Linked DNA regions of Xenopus laevis: region 1 is linked to region 2. A link is a contact called in public Hi-C data. All regions are on one chromosome and are shown on one strand. The core of a region is the stretch at or near the end of the contact, and the rest is flanking DNA. Distances in the headings are between cores, read along the strand shown. Region 1 has its middle 9.3 kb from the start of LOC121399868. Region 2 holds the start of LOC108707440 (acrosin).

Region 1 (6,265 bases), core at 1,368-3,867, 69 kb before region 2:
ACTACGTCAAAGTCATCCCATATCTGGCCAGTCCTACGCTCAATTTTATCTGATTCATTAAGAATTCTATTGCTTCATTATACATTTTACACAGGGACTTTCATGAACATATAATGTCATTTTGTAACCCACAAACTGCACTTTTGCCATCTCTGTGCCACTCCTCAGCAGTACCCCCTGTATCCCCTGATGGTAGCCCTGCCTCTGCTTTTTAATAAATAAGCCTTTTTTTTTCTATAGTTTCTATTAAAATGTTAGCATTTCTGATTATTTTTTTTTTATGTAAGGGATACTCGAGAGGATGTGGATACAATTTAAACTAAGGGCCCCGGGCTTTAATGAACTGCATCTGGAGCTGCTGTGCCACATTGGAGCAATGGAATTTTTGGGGCCCCCTGGGCTCCACCCGACCCAGCCCCCAAGCCTCACCCCAGATCCCGCCTCCACTCCCCATCACAGTTAAAAGACCACACAGACATCAACAATAAAAAAAGGTAACCCCGCGACACACACATAAGTTATAAAAAGCTATTGGGGACCAGGGCCCCCCTATGATTTAAAAAAAAGCATTGTTGCCAGGGCCCCCCATGAAAGTTATTTAAAAAAGCATTGGTGCCAGGGCCCCCCTTACAAGTAAAAAAAAAATTGTGGCCCCAAAGAATATTTTTTTTAAAAAAAACATTGGTGGCAGGGGCCTATAGAGTATTAAAATAATACATTGGTGGCTAGAGGATTAAAAAAAATACACATTGGTGTTCAGAAGAATTGATCTCGTGGCTTCAGGACTTCATCTTCGCCTCCTTTTGTGACTTTGGGTCTTTTCGGTGCTTCAGGACTTCGGCTTCAGCTATTTTCGCGGCTTCAGGTTATTTCACCACTTCGGGACTGTTCAGCACTTCCTCGTTGTGGCTGTTCGGGACTTCGGAAGGAGGTGGCAAAGCTTTGACGCTGTCAAGGGGGGCCTGGATTTTCAAAAACTGCCAGGCCCCCCTTCAGGCCCACTTGTACCGCCTGTGCCTCCCTGATGGCGGCCCTGGATTGGATTATTGGAAGAGTTTATATACTGAGCTCTTTCCATACTTCAATGAGGACTTCAATGAATACTCAGCAAGTCCAGTTGCTCTAGATTTACTTGCTTGACAACCCTCGTATCTACACAATGTTCTCATTTTCTATATTAATTATTAGCAGGGTATTAGTTCAGTGGTGCCAAATCCTTGTCCTCTTTCAACTACCCTTTAGCCCAGCGACAAATCTCCTCTTCTTTGAGTGACTAATCTCCCCCCGAACTGCCCCCCACCGGCTAAAATCTACATCGCCATCGGGATGGCACTCAGAGCTATTCGTTTTCCAAAGTCGTCCGAAGTTGCCTCACGAGGAAACTTCAGGCGACTTCAGAAATGAAGCGCTACGGGTGCCACCCTGACGGCCATTTTGATTCTAGCCAGCGGGAAGGCTTTCTAGGAGATTAGTTGCTCGAAGAAGAGGCGATTTGTTGCCGGGTGACAAAATCTCCCTGAATTTCACTGATTTTACATTTTCCCGGATTTCACATCATTTTTTCCTGGTCCCATGCAAAATGTGAAATTGGGGTTCTACTGTAGCTCTATATTGTTTGATTTAGAAAGATGGTGTTCCATTGGCAGAAACAGAATGTGGAGCAGTGGTGGAACTACCGGGCGGCTGCATGTCCTGCACATGGGCACCAGCAGCACTAGGTACGTTACTGGTTTGGAAGAGGTTGGTGTAACACAACTTGATCGTGGTACAGGTATAAAAGGTTTGTGAATTTGTCATTAAATAACTTTCTGGACTGAACTAACATTTTACTCCACTTTTGTGAATCCCTTCAGAGCCTTAGAAATAAATACTGCCCTTTTGCTGTGGAGTAGGGCAAAATGGAGAGATCGCTGAGGGACGAGCACTCCCACTAACAATGACATGTGGTTCTGGGACTGACCGGTTACACTGGCTGAGAGCAGCTTGAAAAGCAAATCGACTGCACTTTACACAGGGTGGGTCTTATGGTAGTGCAGGAAGGGTTCCAGCATCTGCTCGGGGGAAGAAAGTTGATAAATAAAGAATATAAAATATAAGTGAAGCATCTGGCACACATCCACACCCTTTTCACTACTGAAATGAAACATGTGCACGACACCTAACAATAAAACATTTTCTGCCTGTGCTCACGCTAGAAGAAATCTGTGTTGTGAGCTTTGGTGGATGATGTTATCTGGTTCCCTACAAATGAGAATGGAGATAACGCAATAAAGGGGCCCCTCTCCCCAGTAATACAAACCCAAACATTGGAGACTCTTTTCAGGCCTACACAATATTCTTCTTGGCTACCAGTTAGATGAACTAGTAATGTCACAGCTCACGACTTGTTATCAATAATTTGTTTTTGAGTAAGCAAGGTCTGGCCGGGTTGGGTGTGGGCAGAGTGTGAAGGAGCAGAACACTGATAAGGGAGGATCAGCTTTTATATCACACTGATATTGCCTTGGAACAGACTCCCCGGCTCTTATCAGTCAGCAGATGAAGGCCATGGAGCTGCGCATCAGCAGATGGAAATATTAGTGGGAGAGGGGTAGTGCTCCTGTATTAGATCTGTTTAACCCTTAACCTTTTTTTTTACTTCTGCACATAGGTAACTAGGGGCCAGGGGCATAGAGACTACACACCCAGCAGCTGGGGCACAGAGGTTCTGTAAGATATTGTGCATTTTTAATATATTGTGTGAGATAATCTGCCGAAAATGTTTGCTTGCAAAGCAGTACTGATAAAAGGGACAGAACAGGGGTTTATATGGCACCACTGCAGTTGACTATTATATAAAGATTAGAGAGTGAAAGCAAAGACCTAACTGACTGTGATGTGCCATGTGTGATAGTATAAATATGTGGGGAATTACAGTTATTCTGGTTTTTAGCATTAAACACAATTAAAGATGGATCATTCTTTATCCCAGACATCTGCCCAAAATGTGGTCATACTCCGGCGGATTACATCCACATGGTATGGAGTTGTCGGCACATACAGACATTTTGGAAAAAAGTGGTTACTGAAATAAGTCAAATAATGGCTCTCATAATCCCACTTGATCCACTAATTTTATTACTGAACCAGGTAGTGGAAACCGCCCCTAACCCGGCAGAAAGAGCATTAATGTGTTATTTTCTAATTCAAGCAAAGAGACTTATTGCTCTTAATTGGAAATCGAAACAACCCCCAAAAAGGAATCAGTGGGTGGAAATGGTAAACGCTTAATGTATCAGCTTACATACTTGTGTAGGGGTTGCCCTAAAAAGTTCGATAAGATTTGGTCCCTGTGGCTCTCCAAACATCTACCAGGCCTGCACCTCAGGCTGACTCATGAGACCGTGTCGGCAGCTTATTGGCCCGTGTATGGGGGCCCCCGACAGGCTTCGCCGAAAGTCGGCCAGATCTCGATCAGATGGGACGAAAAATCCTGTTGGATCGCGGCCGCATCCATTCGTTGATGCGGTCCCGCGATCCAATCACCCATTACTATTCGTTAGTATCCGATCGTTGGGCCCTAGGGCCCACGATCGGATCAGCCCGATATTGCCCACCTCAAGGTGGGCATATCGGGGAGTGATCCGCTCGTTTGGCGACATCGCCAAACGAGCGGATCCCTCCGTGTATGGCCACCTTTAATTGTAATTGTGTATATTATTTATTGTAGTCCCCCCTCCCCTTAGGGTTAGTCCACACGAGGAGATTCAGGGAGATTTAGTCGCCTGGTGTCTAATCTAATCGCCTCTTCTTCTGGGCGACAATCCTGGCAACTTTGGGCGACTTCGGAAAATGAAGCTCGGGGAGATTGTCGCCCAGACGAAGACTAAATCTCCTTGTGTGGACTAACCCTTAAAGTCCCTCCACTTTCCAAAGAAACTGGAAAGCAGAGCGGCTTCAAGTCCCAGAACCATCACTTCCCAATGGAACAAGGTGAGGGAGTGATTGGAAAATTGTTCATACTCGTATCATGGTTTCTCTTCAAACTTTAGAAGTTCAGATTATGCACCTTTTCTACAGAATCTGCAAGGGATGGTGGTGGTGGAGGGTGGGGAGGAAAACAGCACCTAAGAGAGGAAATTATTATTGCAATCGACAGTTCCCCCTCAAAATATAAATAAAGGAGATCTATAATGCCTGGGACCCAGTATTATATTGTACAAAAGCAATAATACTACATACTGTGAAAAGGATATTGAATAGAATAGATTGATTAGACTGTTGCTAAGTAAGACTATATAACAATATGAGAGTATAGAGTAAAACTGGCCATAGACGCAAAGATACGATTGTTTGAATCCTCGAACGACTGGACTTCCCCATCTCCTGACCTGCCACATTCAGATCAAATAAAGTAGAAAAGAACAGATGAGCCAATGTTCTGCCCCTGACAGCAATCGTACGATATCTATGTCCAACCAAAGCTGGTGACAGTCTCCCTCTGAATATCATACGATCGGCAATACATGCAGAGATATTATCAGCAGCCGACAGAAATTTTTTTACCTGTCCAATCGACCAAACGACCGATCTCTGACGGACAAAAAATGTCAGGACTCTCCACACACGGTCCAAAAATCATACGAAACCTCGATTCGTACGACTGGATCTTTGCGTCTAAATACTGGGGTTCTCTGCAGAAGAGCAGTCCCAAAATAGCTTAACAATTAGACTGGCACCCCAAGAAATTGTAATGTACCTCAATATCACAAGGGAGGACAGCTGTGGGTAATGTTTCATCATCTCTGTGGACCCTACGCTCCTTTACGGATCTGTATTTAGGTGAAAAGTAAACTTAATATGTACACACATGTGCTCCAGTGAAGTTTCAATTCTTATTCATCAAAACATGTATCAACCAGACACCAGATGTGGCCTAAAACAAGCAATATAACCTTAATCTGTGGAACAAGGACTAGGATTTAAGCCCATGAAGAGCCCCGGCCAATGCCTTTGCTGTGCAAACAGTGTCAGCTTTCAGCAGCCTCTCAAAATACTGGGGGTCAATTATAAACACTGGACAAATTTGCCTGTGGGAAGTAACTTGTGGAAACCAATCAAATTGTTGCATTCATTGTTCTACCTGCAGCTTTCTGAAAAAAAGCCACTTACTAAATGGTTACTATGGGTTACTGCCCATAAGATAAGAGTCCTGCATCAGATCGGATGCCAGTGTAACAATGTGATTGGGACTCGTGGATTATACTTCTTGTGCCCACTGTGTGGGTGGCCTGCAGGTACACGATCTGTTGCAGGGGAGTGGGTTACAGACGGCCATTCCTGGAGTAACGTAAGAAAATCCAGGCTTCCCAATGTGAAAATTGATAGGTGTGACGCAACTTCCCATTAACATGGCGATTGCTGCTGGAAGCGGTTGGGTAAGCGGGTCCAGGTTGGGTGCAGGTTTTAAAAAAAAGACTCGTCCAGGTCTCTACCGTAAGCTAATTTGCACAGTGTTGATAAATGAGCCCTAATGTATGTAGGGACAACCAAACTTTAGCAATCCTGGAGGAGCAAGCAATAGGACAGAAAATATACATCCAATGGGCCAGATTCCATTCGTCATGTTAGTGATGTGCGGGCCGGCCTGAAACCCACGGGACCCGTGTGTTGGGTAGGTTTGGGCTGGCTGCTGCTTCAAGTCTTCAGGTTGAGTGGTTCCTTCTGCTCTCCCCACCCTAACACTTCCAGCTCCTCCATTTATGGACTTGCCCCACCCCTTTCATGGAGGAGCTGAGCCAGGTGAGGGTGGGTTAGGGTTGGGTGTGAGTCCAGAAAATCTGGATCCGCACATCACTATATAACGTGAAAACTCATGATAGAGATTCAATTCGAGGAAAAAAAGCTTTTCTCTAAATTCAGTTCCAGTTTTTTCCAATAGACTTCAATAGATACGTTTTTCTGAATTAAATCTCAAATTGAATCTTGTCCATGACCTTTCACGTGATAAAATCTTTTTCTCATTGAATTGAATCTGCCCCATTGTCTGAAAGAAGCAGATAGGAGCGACAGGTCCTCGTCTCTTCTGCTTCTCAGATTGTTTGATCTGTTGAATGTTACAATAGAAAGTGGCCAATCATGCGTCTGGCCACTCGTACAGTATTCACCTGTTTAGCAGTGAGATGATCAGAGTGGCCTATGGGCCGGCCTGTGTATGGCCACCTCTAGGCAAGATTAGGAGGTAGTCAGCTTGGACTATTAGGTTATAATAGTCTGAACTGTATAA
Region 2 (7,086 bases), core at 353-2,852:
TGGCAGATATAAAAACATTGGCCCAGACAACCCATTAAAACACCTTTAAAATGATACTGACCCAGAAAAAACAAGTTCCCTAAAATAATACTTTGCATGAAAAGTTATCTTTAGTTTGAGTTGAATAATTTTTACTGCAACTCTTACTGATCTTCTTTAACCAACTGTATTGCCAACCCAACTGATTCTTCTTAACCTGTCCGTTATATTCTCTTTAGAGAGATCCCCTTTTTTTACCATGTAGAAGTGATGGATTTTGGGACTTGAAGTCCCTCTGCTTTCCATAGATTCTTTGCAAAAGCAGCGGGGGTTCGGAAGCCAGAATCCATCAATTCACAATGGAATAATTTGAGGTTTTTTAAGGGAAATGAGGAATATTTCAATTTTCCTATTATTATTATTAGCAAAATATTATGAATTGGTGGGGGAACAGGCCTCCCTTAGAAAATATGAATCTATTGTATAGAAAATATATTAAGAAAAGTGCCATTTGGGCTTATATTGAAGATAGATGTTTATTATACCCTTATGTTTGCAGCCAGTTTGAGTGAATTTTTACTTTCAAACACATTATCTCAACATTAGTAGTTTTATTCAACTGGAGGAACATTTTAAAAAGAAATGTGAGCTTGGGGTTAATGTTGCTGTTAAAATGTTAATGCTGTTAAAGTAATGACATCACAATGACGTACATTTCTCCTCCAGGTGTTTGCATAATTTCATAAGACATGACCTCACAATCACTGGAATAGATTCATTGTGATGTCATAATGTGCAAACAGTTTCATTGTGATGTCATCACTGGAAATAGAAGTATCTAGACCACTTGGCTTAGTTCAAGCATTTTAGAGTTGAGAAGAGCAACGATGAAGCCACTCTTTATCTTTCTCTTTTCTATTCTAATTTTTTACATCTCAGAAACATCTAGCTATATCAGTAAGTATACAAACTATTTATTTTGATATTGAGAATTTCTGTTTTAAGACTTAATGCTCCAAAAGCTGTGTTTAGCGTGTCATGGTTTGCTAGTCGCACACAGACATAGATAATGCAGTACATTATGGGGCCAATGGGGCATGAGCTGTTGGAATCTGCATGTAAACTAATTTAATTTAGAGGCCCTGCTATAGAATTGCAATTATTTACTGCACAAACTCTATGTACTGCTTTAGTTATAGGCTGTTTGAGTTAGGATTTTATAATATATTATGGAATTAGACACTAAGCGGGTTATTTATCAAAGTCTGATTTTATCTCATCATTTTCTGCTACAAACTCCGATCAACTCTGCTTGGGGTTTTTACGGTTATCTATTATTACATTTTCTCATAAATCTGCTTTGTGGGAAAAAACAGATTTTAATGATTTTTTTGGATTTTTCACCCAAAAACTAAGATTTATTATGCTCTTTTGCCCGAAAACTCCAAAAACTTCAGGGTATTGCATAAAACTCAGCGCACATCAAAAAATCTTTGGGACTTCTCCCACTGACTTATATGCAACTGACAGGTCTGAGATGCCGGATTTTCTAATTCAGACTTTTCCATCCTCGGGGTTTAATAAATTTTGAAATTTTTTTTTATTTTTTTTATTTTTTAAAAGTCTGATTTTATAAAAGAAAAATCACATTTTTCAGATATTTACATTCGGAGTTTAGTAAATAACCCCCTTACAGAAGGTTTAATATACAAAATACACAGAGAGCCATATACATGTGTCTTTCTCAGTTCATACACACCATGCACCTTAAATTTGTCTTGTCTCTCCCCTAAATGTCTTAATAAAACACTTGGAAGCAATGGAAGTCGGTTAATAGATGTTCAATTTAAGCTTTTTTCATGTTTATATCTATATTGTTCTTTATTGACCCCTGTACTGATATGTCTCTATCACCAACAGCTTGTGGAAACACACCATTTTATACTAAAGTACAAGCCGCCAATGTATCAGAATTATACCCAATAGATGGAAAGTGGCCCTGGATTGTAAGCATCCAGAGGAAAGTAGAATTTGGCTACAAGCATATCTGCACCGGAACCATTTTGAACAACGAATGGATCATAACAGCTGCTCACTGCTTTAAATTCTGGAAAGAGTAAGTCATGAATCAGCTACTGGACTCCTTTATATTATAGAATCAATCATGACATGATTCCTTTCTAAAGTTTTCCTGTTAGACCAATGCATAATTGTCTTGGAACACGTGTCAAACTTATTAATGTGATACATTTGATTTGCTCTTCCAGAGATGATCCAACAACTCCACTAAGAGTTCTGCTTGGAACCTTCTACCTGTCAAAAATTGAATTAGGAGCTCAGACCCGGGGAGTTAAACAGTTGATAAAACATGAACAATATGATCCGACCAGTGAGAGCAATGATATTGCCTTGGTTCAACTGGATAAGCAAGTGGAATTCAGTGATCATATCCAGCAAGCATGTTTCCCTAAGGAATCTGCTGATCTGAAGAATCTGATCGACTGCTCCGTCGTAGGTTGGGGAGCCCAGGGAACTAAATGTAAGGCTTTGTATTCTTCATTTCTTATATTTTGTGATTACATAAAATAAATTTGGTTTAGATACCCAGATGGTACCCATGGTAAAGTAATTCTGCTTTTTCATTTTTAGCTGATGAACCATCTCAGTTCCTGCAAGAGGCTGAAGTGGAACGGATGGATATGAAGCACTGCAACTTGTACTACAAAGGGAACGTAGGAGAGAACCATGTGTGTGCAGGCCATCGGAAGGGGCTGGATGGTGTTTGCCATGTAAGTGGTTATTACACATTGCACTTTGAAACAATAACCAGTATCTTAGGGTATATTTATAAAGGGGTGTGTGTGTGGTATAGTATTGTTAGAATACACCCACCAATGCCACAACGTATTGTGTAATATTAAGTAGTTATAGAGCTTCTTCAGAAATGCAGGAGTTATTTACTAAAATCTGAATTTATCGCATATTTTATTTAAAAAAAAAAAAAACACGACCAAACTCCCAGGCTCAATTTGACCTTATCTATTAAAAAAAATAAGAATTAATCGGATTGTGAAAAAAATAATCGAGCGTAACTGAAATCACTTTGAGTTTTTGCCCGAAAACTTTGGAACCCACCGACGACCCTGATAACTTCAATTTGAGAGGGGTGCCTCTCTCATTGACTTATACAGGACTTCGGCAGGTCTGAGATGGTGGATTTTCGGATTCTGGCTTTTTGCAGCATTGGGGTATAATAAATCTTGAAAGATTCTAGTTTTTTTTTCCTTTAAAGATTCTAGTGAAAAAAAAAAAAAACTAGACGCTTTGGAGATTGTGCCATTCAAACTATAATAAATAACCCGCTAGGTGTATGTGTAACCAAGAGATCAATTCTGGTGTAAAAAGGGACATTACTAAAAAAAAAAGCCATGTAAAAAACTGTTATACACAAGTCAGAATGAGGGGTAGGCATAAGAGACAGGAATCTCAGGTGCATTATTGGAAAAGGCACAGTTTCAATAAAATATCTGTGCCCCTTTCCTAAAATTCAGAGCACCTGCTTGCAACTGTCCCCAGGGGGATGTGTCCATTTTCATTACACACCTTAGTATTCTTATAATTAAATACTTCTTATAATAGTCATGTTGTTAGAAAATTGCTAACTGGTCCCGTGTACCTGTCCTATTCTTTTTTGAACTGGAACGGTCACAGGATAATTTGATTTCCAAATTCATCAGTTGTATCCTTAAAGTATATTTGTGTCCACCCTTAACGATAGGAGACTTGATGCAACATTTTCCAATTAAAAGCATTATCATAGTGAAAGACAGCTTTGCTAGTTGCAGAATATGGCCTTACAGTGTTTCTAGAGTTTGTCTGTTTTTAGTCCACTCCGTTTATTATTTTACATGTTTAATTTATGTAATTTTGCTTCTTCTCTTTTCAGGGTGACAGAGGATCGCCATTAATGTGCAGAACAAAGAAGAACAATGCGTATTCAGTAATAGGAATACTAAGTTGGGGTTCAGGCTGTGGTAAAACCAGAAACCCGGGGGTTTACAGCTCTATTCAGTTCCATATTAAATGGATCATTGAAAAAGTAAAGAATGAGGCAGTTAAAGCAACAATTCAAGGGAAAAGATTACTCCCAAAACTATTCTTTCCCTTGGTCAAACCCGATCATTATATGAACCCGAGCAGGAAAATGGTGCAGAATTCAGAATTTAGGGAAAATCTGTTATCTACCGCCCCTTTGACTGACCTGTTACCAGATGCAAGAAGCACCCAGGCCAGTACAGAACACAATGAAGAAGGAACCAGCCAATCAGAGGCAGAAATAAATCAGGCTGAAAACACAGGCCAACAAAATACCCCAATTCCTCCAGAGCATAATTCAGCATATAATGCCCAGACAGCTGAGGATTTCAGAGGAAAGAAAGTCCTGAAAAAACTTGTGGCTGCTGTAGCTAAACTCTTTAAATAGAGACTGCCTCCAGCGTCCAATCTGAAATACAGATTACATTTTATTTTTTATATGAATATAGTTAAAATTATTTTTATACACATTAAGAATTTTATTTTTATAGAAATTGCATATTAATTTTATAGAAAATGTTAATTTTTACATACAAATATATGTACTTTTATAGAAAATGTTTATACATATAATGTATATAAATAAAGCTATATTTTTACCTAAAGATTTGTAGCCAATGGTTTCTCATTTATTGGGATGATTCAGGGATCTTTTTGATACCACAGTTCACTATAGCAGAAGTGGTGTCTAAAACAATGGCAGAATAAAGTGAATGAAGTATATGCTTCTATAGTATAGGATCTGTTATCTAGAGACCCATTATTCACAAAAGCTCCAAATGATGGGTAGGACATCTCCCATAGACTCCATTTTAATCCAAAAATTCAAAATGTATAAAAAAAAATTCCTGTAAAAATAAAACAGTAGCATCTACTTGATCCCAACTAAGAATCATTTTTTATAGGAGACAAAACAATCCTATTGAGTTTATTTAATGTTAAAGTGATATTTTAGATACTGAAAGTATGGTGATCCAAATTATTTAAAGACCCCAAAATATCTGGAAAGCCGAAGGTACCGACCATTGTGGATAACAGGTCCCATACCTGTACTATATACATGGACTGATTGTTACTCTTCTGGATATTAGGCCCTGGGGGGACATAGTATGTATTTTAAAGCTGTGTCAGTATCATGTGACAGTGCTACTTGTGTAAGGCATCAAAGCCCAGTGTGCATTTGGAAGTGATATTAGCAGCTGCTGAATGACACATGGAGTGAGTAGCGGTGGTTTGATTCCCACAAGAAGAAGCCATTATCGGAACAATACATGTGCCATAGCCCTTAAAGGAGAACTAAACCCCCCGTACTAAAGTCTCTATTAACTGCCTGTTATTACTCCCCCTCCCCTCTCTGCACTGTGCATTAGTCAGAAAAAATTTGACCCTTAAATGCAGAGCAGCAGAGCTCCAGGGCATCATCTTTCACCACTTTTATATTCTTTCTGGGCTCAACACCTGAGGGAGCATGCTCAATTGGGCCAAGTCAGGAATCGTCTTCAACTGCGCATGCTCAAATCAGCATTGAGCCCCGAAAGAATACAAAGTGGCAGAAGATGGTGCCCTAGACCTCCGCTGCACTGCTCTGCATTTTAGGACCAGATTTTTTTTAACTAATGCACAGTGCGTATAGGGAGGGGAGGTGGGGCAATGCCAGGCAGATAACGGGGAACTTTAGTTCTCCTTTAAAGTCTTCAGCTGAGACTGAAAATGAGCCCAAGTAATAATATCTTTTTAATATACAGGATATATATATATATATATATATATATACAGGATAGATATATATATATATATACACACACATACATACATACATACATACGCACACACACACACATACACATAATTGGTGTCAGTCAGTCCTTCCCATTTGCCACAACCTGTACAATACTTCAATTAATGACATGCAATACATGCTCCTGCACTGAGATACCTTTATTGTGCTATGGGTGTCACAGACAGGTAGGGTAGGGTATTTTACCGGCCTAGCTGGTAAGACACCTGCCAGGGCCGGTACAAATTAACCAGCAATGTAGCTGCCGGTAAGTTGTAATACCCTTAACAAAAGCCCTTGCCCTCCGGTGGAAATTTACCTTTTCTTTGTCATCTTGTCCTCGCACGACATGGCCCCTCCCCCTTATGTGGCATGACCCCCTCCGCTCCACCCCTTTTTGCATCACGACCCGCTCCTTTAGTTCCCACCCCCTCCACTGGCCGATAATTTTTTTAAAAAGGTGGCAACCCTACTGAAAATGTAAACGTCCCTGATTTGTGGAGGGATATATTCCTTTAAAAGTACTTGTAGCCTTTTGATATTTCTGATTGAATACCAAAAAAAATGAGAAGCCAGTGTGCCATGAGCCTTAGCATCAAATCTAAGTCGGCTTCTACACCAACCAAATACTGATATCCATCTTTCCTCCTTAATCAAAAGCCTTGATAGGATATAGTCACTGCTTGTGTAGGCAAGAGTGTGACACCCCTTAAACCAGGGATCCCCAACCGCCGTGCCAGAACTGCACAGTCCTGAAGTGGGCCGCCGAACAATTAAATTGAATGCCGACCCCTCCCCAGTCCTTGCAAAAGATTTTTGGCTCTAATTTGGTCCCCGGCCCAAAAAAGGTTAGGGACCCCTGCCTTAAACAAACCACAAGTTTTTCTGTTAGAACACACAGACAGACCCCAGTAGTATAAGGCAGTAGTGCTAAGGGGTACACCATGTCAGCAAATAACAGTATGGATAAAGTTATAAATTCAGCATAGAACATTCCATCACAATGTTAAAAATGGAGCTTAAAGACAAGCTCAACACAGGAATTAAACATTTTATTTATGTACTTAAGAGGAAACAGTATTTAACATCCACTAACTCCGTGATCCCCAACCAGTGGCTCACAAGCAACATGTTGCTCACCAACCCCATGGTTGTTGCTCCCCGTGGCCTCAAAACAGGTGATTATTTTTCAATTCTAGACTTGGAGGCAAGTTTTGGTTTCTTAAAGACCATGT

The links. Hi-C and Micro-C count contacts between places; a contact is called where the count stands out from the background.
Region 1: a contact with region 2 is called in a Hi-C map of the XL177 cell line, with 2.6 times the contacts expected there. The contact joins the enhancer-like site here to the promoter of LOC108707440 in region 2. A contact is called at or near these places in 3 of 4 Hi-C or Micro-C datasets (the XL177 cell line, the XTC cell line and animal cap).

What each region holds. Positions count from the first base shown.
Region 1 is chr2L:33,911,968-33,918,232 of Xenopus_laevis_v10.1, reverse strand. No RefSeq gene overlaps it. Among protein-coding and RNA genes, the nearest start is that of LOC121399868, 9.3 kb to the left of the region's middle. Within about 2 kb of position 2,617, at least 1 of the 7 cell types and tissues checked has an H3K27ac peak or open chromatin away from gene starts, as enhancers often do.
Region 2 is chr2L:33,841,200-33,848,285 of Xenopus_laevis_v10.1, reverse strand. LOC108707440 (acrosin) reads left to right here and starts at 1,602. Exons shown (of 4, transcript XM_041581721.1): 1 at 1,602-2,095; 2 at 2,247-2,518; 3 at 2,629-2,768; 4 at 3,926-4,552. The coding sequence starts at 1,839. The coding sequence ends at 4,462. It overlaps dhrs13.L (dehydrogenase/reductase (SDR family) member 13 L homeolog), which reads right to left. Exons shown (of 5, transcript NM_001094507.1): 5 at 6,883-7,086.